Regions from separate parts of the Mus musculus genome. Here regions 1 and 2 are each linked to region 3. A link is a contact called in public HiChIP or PLAC-seq data. All regions are on one chromosome and are shown on one strand. The core of a region is the stretch at or near the end of the contact, and the rest is flanking DNA. Distances in the headings are between cores, read along the strand shown.

Evidence for each region. HiChIP or PLAC-seq counts read pairs in DNA pulled down with a chosen protein or histone mark.
Region 1: an HNF4G HiChIP or PLAC-seq map of pancreatic cancer cells shows a contact between it and region 3. The contact joins two enhancer-like sites. A contact is called at or near these places in 5 of 39 promoter capture datasets (the 3T3-L1 cell line, cranial neural crest, embryonic stem cells and 2 more), 2 of 484 Hi-C or Micro-C datasets (embryonic stem cells and myocytes), 1 of 115 datasets of contacts at active chromatin or transcription factors (pancreatic cancer cells) and 2 of 9 other capture datasets (macrophages and pancreatic islet).
Region 2: a contact with region 3 is called in an HNF4G HiChIP or PLAC-seq map of pancreatic cancer cells. The contact joins the promoter of Ptov1 here to the enhancer-like site in region 3. A contact is called at or near these places in 1 of 39 promoter capture datasets (cranial neural crest), 1 of 484 Hi-C or Micro-C datasets (embryonic stem cells), 7 of 115 datasets of contacts at active chromatin or transcription factors (bone marrow-derived macrophages, embryonic stem cells and pancreatic cancer cells) and 1 of 9 other capture datasets (pancreatic islet).

Annotation. Positions count from the first base shown.
Region 1 is chr7:44,526,625-44,529,324 of GRCm38.p6, reverse strand. It overlaps Spib (Spi-B transcription factor (Spi-1/PU.1 related)), which reads left to right. Exons shown (of 6, transcript NM_019866.1): 5 at 338-488; 6 at 1,068-2,700. The coding sequence ends at 1,366. Among named protein-coding and RNA genes, the nearest start is that of Mybpc2, 3.3 kb to the right of the region's middle. Within about 2 kb of position 1,259, at least 185 of the 459 cell types and tissues checked have an H3K27ac peak or open chromatin away from gene starts, as enhancers often do. A contact at or near this core is called in pancreatic cancer cells and pancreatic islet, where this site is marked.
Region 2 is chr7:44,868,345-44,871,044 of GRCm38.p6, reverse strand. Ptov1 (prostate tumor over expressed gene 1) reads left to right here and starts at 1,377. Exons shown (of 12, transcript NM_133949.2): 1 at 1,377-1,694. The coding sequence starts at 1,524.
Region 3 is chr7:44,684,941-44,687,640 of GRCm38.p6, reverse strand. No RefSeq gene overlaps it. Among named protein-coding and RNA genes, the nearest start is that of Myh14, 15 kb to the right of the region's middle. Within about 2 kb of position 1,445, at least 40 of the 459 cell types and tissues checked have an H3K27ac peak or open chromatin away from gene starts, as enhancers often do. A contact at or near this core is called in pancreatic cancer cells and pancreatic islet, where this site is marked.

The DNA of each region.
Region 1 (2,700 bases), core at 10-2,509, 160 kb after region 3:
ACCCCTGAGATGAACTTCTGGATTGGGGGAAGGGGGAGCACAAGAACACCCTTCCAAGGTAGCTCAAGTGTCCCCTGGGCTCCGCACTGTATACATCAGTTCAGAAGGCAGGTCCTACCCATGCCATCTACTGGCTGTATAGCTTGGGGCAACTGCCTCAACCTCTCTGTGTATTGGGACAAGAACCAAGGCTAGTGTCCACACTGTACAGGAAGATGTACATCCAAGTAGTGAGAGCCACAGAGGTGGGGAGGACAGAGGGAGTGCTGTGCATGTGACCCTGGGCAGAGGTGGGGAGGACCAAGAGTGATGTGCAGGTGACCCTGGTCTCCCACAGACCCTGGGCTCCTTGGCTTATGCTCCGTACCCCAGCCCTGTGCTATCAGAGGAAGAAGACATTATGCTGGACAGCCCCGCCCTGGAGGTCTCGGACAGTGAGTCAGACGAGGCCCTCTTGGCTGGCTCCGAGGGGAGGGGATCTGAGGCAGGTATGTGGGGTGGAGATTTAGTGGGGATGCTGACTGGGAGTGGGGGAGAGGATGCAAGAACCAGAGCACCCTAAACACTAATACTTCCCAAGGAAGTTCCCAGATCCATGCTGCTTGTTGCCTGTGTGACCTTGGTCAAGGGCATCGACCTTTCTGTGCCTGGGTTTCCGTTGTGCACAAAGACACAGTAACAGCCAAAGGAAACCCAATATATACCTACAATCCTCCTCCCCTTAGGCCTCTGTGTCTGACAACCTTTCAAACCAATTATTCTCTGTTGGACCTCAATTTTCCGTATGTCAAACCAGTCATCTTATTTATACTCCCGCGCTCACTGGAGGGATTCTAGGCACGGGGCTCTATCACTGAGCCAAGCCTCACCCTCTTACTTTTAAAAGACAGTCTCCCTAAGTTACCTAGGCTGATCTTGAACTTGGTGATCTTTCCTCAGCCTCTGGAGTAGTTGCAGCCAACCAGGCCCAACTCCATTGTGAAAACTAAGGGTGGCGAGGGGCCGTAGCTCTGGGGGTTCCTTTAACGGACTTCCCCCTCTTAACGCTGGTATCCAACACCCTGCAGGTGCACGCAAGAAGCTGCGCCTGTACCAGTTCTTGCTGGGGTTGCTCCTACGCGGGGACATGCGCGAGTGCGTGTGGTGGGTGGAGCCAGGTGCCGGCGTCTTCCAGTTCTCCTCCAAGCACAAGGAGTTGTTGGCTCGCCGCTGGGGCCAGCAGAAGGGCAACCGCAAGCGCATGACGTATCAGAAGCTGGCCCGAGCGCTGCGCAACTATGCCAAGACAGGCGAAATCCGCAAGGTCAAACGCAAACTCACCTACCAGTTTGACAGCGCGCTGCTGCCAGCCTCCCGGCATGTCTGAGCACTCCGCTAAGGACCCCTTTCTGGCCCCTAAGTCCCATGGAGCCCCATATGAGGGCAGTCAGGGTTCTCAGCTCTCCCTAGAGCCTCCCCAGAGTTTCCTGTGCCGTGTATAGGATTCCAATCTAGGATGGTCGTGTTTGAGGGAGCACTGGCCATTCTACACGGTTTCAGAATGGCAGGTTTCTCGGGGGGGGGGGGGATGGGGGAGCCCTGATGTCGTCTACGGTTCCAGAAACCGCAGTTCTTGCGAGTCCTGTGAGCTCACATGACATCTCACCAGCAGGTGGCGCTGTCTACAGCCCCCCCCAAACCCTTGTTTTGTTGGCCAGATAGGTCGGTCCCTCTGTACTCCCCCTGAAGCCCTTGTTAGATCTGAGGTCTAGTTATGTTTGGAGCTCTCTGAGAACCCTGTGCCACCTGTGTGTGACTTTTCTCTGCGTCCGTTTATGACTTTTGTTTGTTTGAGACAGGGTCTCATTATGTAGCTCAGGCTGGCCCCCCAACTTTTAACAATCGTCCTGCCTCGGCCTCCTGAGTGCTGGGATGACAAGGGTGCACCATCACACCAGGTTTTTTCCTTTTTTGAGAGATTTTACTATGTAACCCGGGCTGGGCTATTCTCAAGCTAGTGGCAGTCCTCTTGCCTCAGGCTCCTCTTGCCTCAGGCACCCCTTGGGACCCTCTGGGACCTATGTCCGAGATGAATGGCTGGGTAAGGTAGGGTGGGAGGTTCAGTGAACCTTATAGGTTGGGCCCTTCCTTCTGGGATCCCTTGATCATATGGGAAGTTCTCTAGGCTCTCAGCAGCCCTGCATTCACACACTGACTGAGGCGCGACCTGTATGTTGTGTTTGAGGGGGATGTGTGGCAGAGGTATGGCTGTGGCAAGGCCGGTGCCTTTTATTCTTGAGATTGAGTCTTATGTAGCTCAGGCTGGTCTTGAACTCACTCTCACTGTGTAGCTAGGGAAGACCTTGAGCCCTTGCCTCAGCCAGAATGCTCAGATGTCAGGCAGCGCACCACGTGACTGTTTCTTTCCATTGTCTTGTCTTTTTGTTGTTGTTGTTTTCGAGACAGGGTTTCTCTGTGTAGCCCTGGCCGTTCTGGAACTCACTCTGTAGACCAGGCTGGCCTTAAACTCAGAAATCCACCTGCCTCTGCCTCTCAAATGCTGGGATTAAAGGCGTGCACCACCACGCCCTTTTTCCTTTTTCTTAAGTCAAGGTCTATTTGTGTAGCCCAGGCTGGCTTCAAGCTCATGACACTCTTCCTGCCTCTGCGTCTGGAACTATGAACATACCTTACTACTCTGTGCTTACCCACGCCATGGGT
Region 2 (2,700 bases), core at 128-2,627, 180 kb before region 3:
CCGCCTGTCTCTGCCTCCCGAGTGCTGGGATTAAAGGCGTGTGCCATCACGCCCGGCTTCCCGTACCTTTTAATTAATGCCTAGTGTCACTACTCAATCTCTATTATTATTGTTTATTAATTATGAGACAAGGCTGTCGTATTAAGTCAGTTGCCCAATCAGGTTTTGAGCTCACTTTGAAGTGCAAGCAGACTCTGAATTATGTGCACATGTGACACAGGACTTGTGTGGGGCTCAGGGAGCACTTTGTAAGGGTCTCTTTGCTCCTCCCACCATAGGGTTTAGGGAAATTGAACCCAGGTTGTCAGGCTTGGTGGCAGACAAGGACCAGGTGACCTCTCTTGCTGCTCACCTTCCAGTTTAGCTTTTTAAATCAATTATAAAACACGAGATTTTTAAAAAGCCAGCCTACTGCCAGGACATTTGCTCCAGGTGACAGGCATCATAGCTTGGGTGTGCTGTCAGGGGCCTGATATAATTTGGTTAAAGTAGTGTATGAATCAGCAAGGAAGAACAAAGTATAGTCCAAATAGGTTTTCTAGTTTAAAAGAAGGCAGGAGGGAACTTCTCGCATGCAAGAGGCTATAAATTCAAACCTCAGCACCCTATATATAGTTTAACAGCCACGTGTAGTAGTGCACACCCAATTAAAGGTGAAGACAGAAGGCTTAGGAGTTCGAGGTCAGCCTGGGTGCATAAGCTAACACTGCGTAAACACAACGCCACTTACATCGAGCGCAGATAATCTAAGGCTGGATAGTATCACAGGTTAAAAACAAACGGAAGCAAGAAATGCCACTGCACAGTCCTTTCAGATCAAGAACGTGATCTGGGTAAGGCAACTGCTAGAAGGCCCAAGCAACAGTGGGCAGACCCTGGACAAATGGGCCAGCAGCTATGCTGGTCACGCCCAGGCTGCGAGAGACCCGCTGGAAGTTGTAGTCTTTTAGCCACCTTGCCACGTCACCGCCTCCAAGAGGCAAGAACGCCTGGTTCCTACATCTACCCCTCAGTCTGGTGGTAGGTTCCGTCGCGCCACCCATTATCCTGTCTACCGCCTTCTGTCCCTCCAGCAGTGAGGACTTGGTATTGTCTCACCAGCTCGAACTCTTGTAGCACAGTTTCTCTCTTGTCATTTCCAAGTCTGAAACCCTCCCTCCCTGACCTTCTTGGTTTGCTCCAGCCACACCCCCTTACAGTCCTCCATCCCTGTTTGTCAGCGCTGGCTCCCCAGCTCCATAGTCTGTTGGTTAGCGCCGGCTCCTCCTCTCCCCGGCGTTGGTCCCGGCTCTCCCTCTTCTTCCACGTTGGTAGGCGCCAGCCCACCCCCCCCGCATCTCCCCCCAGCTTCGCGTTGGTTGGCGCCGGGCTCCCCTGTTCGCTGCAGTGGTTCGGCCGCGGCGACCCCTCAGCGGCGCGTCCCCCGCCGCGGTCCCGCTCCGCTTCTCCCCGAAGCCGCGCGCCCGCGCCTGTCGGTCGGCGGACCCGCAGCCCCCCGTGAGGCCCACGGCCTCCCACCCGCCATGGTCCGCCCGCGCCGTGCCCCGCACCGCTCCGGCGCCGGGGGCCCCCTCGGAGGTCGTGGCCGGCCACCGCGGCCCCTGGTCGTCCGCGCCGTGCGCTCACGTTCCTGGCCTGGCGGTCCTCGAGGCCCGCAGCCACCGCGGATCCGGGCTCGTTCGGCCCCTCCCATGGTGAGTCCCACGGCCTGTTTCCAGAGCCTTCCACGCACGCCCCGCCCCGCCACCCCTCCCCTGGCGGGCGCCTTTGTCCGCAGCGCCCACGGGCCTCCCGCGGGAGGGCGCACCCAGGGGTCCGGGATCAGTCCTTGATCGGCTCTGGGCGCTCCCCTTTGTTGCGCGGCGGGCTGGGCGGGGGGCGGGGTACGGAGGCGGGGCGGGTTCGAATTACTGCTGACTGCGCGGCCGGCTGCACACGCGCGCGGGGGGCGCCTGGGGTGCACGCTTGTTTTTCCAATTGCAAAGTTGGTCCTCGGCCTCCGGGTCTGGAAATGCGCGAAGCGGCCGGTGGAGGAGCCCGGCGCTTACACGCGCGCCCAGCTGTTGCTCGCGGGGGCGTTGTCCCCCGGGGCCAGATGGCGATTGTGGACAGTCCCTCTATTTGCATACCCGCCCGCCCCGCAGCTAGCCCAGACCTTAAGCCTTAAGATAAAGCTTAAGGTAAATATTCAGCTCTGTAAGTTCGTGGGGTTGTCACCTTTTTGTCCACTCAGTAAACGTGCGCGCACTTTCTAGAAACATTGAGATTTTCTTGGGGCAACAAAATTGCCCCCATTGTGATGGTGGACTCGTGGCCACACCTGCGCATGCTTGGCCAGCGGTAAGCTATTCCCTGGCGTGGTACTGACCACTTCAGACTTCTGACGACGTTGTTCTCCGAGGAGCTGAGGCGGGTCTGTCGCCTGGATCACCTGAGGAACGCAGACACACCCCTCGCTGTAGTACAGCCTAGGCTTGAAGTTTTCTCTTGGTGTTGGGAGCCCTTCCTGGGGTCCTCATATGTGTCCCTTTTCTACAAATGTGACTTGGCTCTGGCCATGCAGTGCGCAAACAGCAAATCAGGCATGCGTAAACACGAACTTGGCGCTTAGTGGGCTTCATGTTCCTAGTTTGTTTCCCTGCTGTTGTGGGCATACAGGTGTTTTTGGGTGCAGGCAAACACACAAGCCTCTTAATGGTT
Region 3 (2,700 bases), core at 196-2,695:
ACACTTTGAGGACTGGGAAGACAGCTCAGTTGGTTAAGTGCCTGGCACATAGAGACCTGGGTCAGATTCTTAGGACTCACAAAAAGGCAGGACACAGCAGTGTGTACCTGTAATTCCAGTGCTGATGAACGGAGACAGGAGGGGATAGCTAGGGCTTACTGTAGTCAGCCTAGTTGAACTAGTGTCCCTGCCTCAAAAACCAAAATTGAGAACTTCTGAGAGAGACCCCTAGGCTTGGCCTCTTCCTCCCCTCCTCCGCCATGAACAGGCACACACGTGCACATGCACTTCCCTGCCTGAACACACACACACACACATACATGTACATTTAATTTTTTTTATATTTGGATTTTTGAGACAGGGTCTCCTTATGTTGCCCAGACTGGCCTCAAACTTAAAGCAATCCTTCTGCCTCAGACACCTAAGTGCTGGCATGAGAGGCCTGAGCAGTAGGCAGCACTTATACATTAAAAAAAAAAAGTTAGCATAGTCACTAGAGGGCTATGAGTTCGAATCCCAATATGATGCTTAGTTGGCTCTTTTTGTGCTGCCGTTCACTTCCCTGCTACACGTAACTAAGTACACACTTTGTGTCAGTTCCCTTCTAGGATGTGGTGACTCCAGCAACTAAGAATTTCCCATCACGGGTGGTGATGCACACCTTTAACCCCAACATTTAGTAGGCAGAGGCAGGTGGGTCTCTGTGGATTTACGGTCAGCCTGGTCTACGCAGACAGTTCCAGACCAGCTAGGGCCACACAAGTGAAGTCATCTGGGAGGTCACGCTTCCAAAAGGAAGCCTGGCAGGTGTCAGGAACTAACAGCAGACAGGCTGGTGTGTGACCCACACCTTGGTGCAGACATTCAGAAGAGTCATGGTGGGGGGTGGGGGTGGGGGCTTCTTAGAAGGCTGGGTACAGGTGGATGCTGAAGGTTGGAGGGAGGAGAAAGGATCTGGCGAAGTCATCTGCTTCTGCAGAGATAACTATGTTCCCAGAACCAGGAGGCAGAGCCAGAGCAGTGCTGGGTCCTGGGGAGCCACAGGAGTTGGATCCAGGAGGCAGGATCAGTCCTGGGCATAGAAAGACCTGGGAATAGAGGCAGGGCAGGAGAGATGAACTGGAGGCTGAAACCAGCTGGGAGAGTCTTGAACTTGTGAGGCAATGGGGAGGAGAAGACAGGAGCAGGGATACTTGGTTAGCGGGCTGGGTGGGGAAGTGCAGGCCTAGAGCACAGTGCCCTTGCGTCCACCCCGCTGACTGCCAAGATGGCCTTGAGAAGAATGGCCAGGCTCCTATCTCAACAGGAGCCAGCGCTTCAGAGAGATTGTCCTAGGGATGGCTGGGGCCCAGGCCCAGGGCTCAAATGGTTAATGCCTCTGTGGTCTCGAGAAGAGGGGGCTGCGGGATCCTGACAGGCAGGTGCCCTGCTTAGTAAACACTCATTACTGGGCAAGCAGCCATCTCCACCCCGGCCAGTTAATCTCATTCTCTCCCAGGTCCTTCCCCTACTCCATTAGGGGGAATGTGGTGCTTTGCTGTAAACATTCATCTGTATCCTCTCAGGGGAACGTGGTCACTGCAAGGGACAGGCCTCTCCCTACCCCTGCCCCCAAGACTTGTAGAATAATCCATGAGGATGGAAATGTAGGATATCCATTCTGACAACATGGTAGCTACCAGCCTTGCGGGAGCTCTAGGTGATGTAACAATGTGGCTGATAAAACTGGGGGATATCAATCCAAACCCCACCCCCAGCCTGGTCTCACACGAGGAAGAAACCACAGACCACAGGTGGCCGGAACCAAGGACAACTCAGCACCCCCCCCCCCCCCCCCGTGTCTGCAGCCGCTATCATGTGCAGTCTGCTATACACTCGTTAATTACACACCCGCCTATCCGCACACTCCACCTGCATTCCATCCAGAAACCTGGATCTTCTGGAGGCCCTAGGGATGCCAGCCACTGTGCCAAGTCACAGGGAACCCAAGGCAGGGTACACTTGAAATGGGCATGGACATAAACAAGACTCGGAGCTGAGCAGTCCAAGAAGGCTTCCTGAAGGAGAAGGCCTGCAGCCAGGTCTTCCCAAAGCGCTGAGGCTGCTCTCAATACAAATGGAGTTGGAGATGTGACTCTGTGGATAAACACTCACCTAGCAGGTACACGGCCCTGGGTTTCATCCCCATGCCCACGTAAACCAAGCGTGGTGGCAGACACCTGCCATCCCAACAAGAGGGAAGTAGAGACAGGGGGATCAGAGATCCAAGGCCATCCTCAGCTGACAGCCTGAGCAAGGCAAATTCAAGGATAGCCTGAGCTACACGAGACCCTGTTTCAGAAACAGAGATGGGGGCAGGAGGACAGATGGCTCAGTGAGTTACAAGAGAGGCTAAAAAGCCTTCGGCAGCATCGCATGTCTGCAGAAGCCGTTTTTTCCAGTGCCTAGTACCAGATGTTGATGAATCAATTAGCTTTTTGACAGCTCTGTGTGATAGATGCTTTTTTAGTCACTTCTGCCGCCTTGGGAACCTTAGGCACAGGTGGATTCCTGCCTTCAACAAGGCCCTCTGGGGAAGGACTGGAGTCTGGGAAGCATCTGAGCAGAGATCGGTGGTGGGGAGAGAGCAGGCGCAGGGAACTGTCTGTGGGTGCAGCTCCCCGTCTCTTGCCCACCTCATTCTCTTCCTCTGTTGCTTAT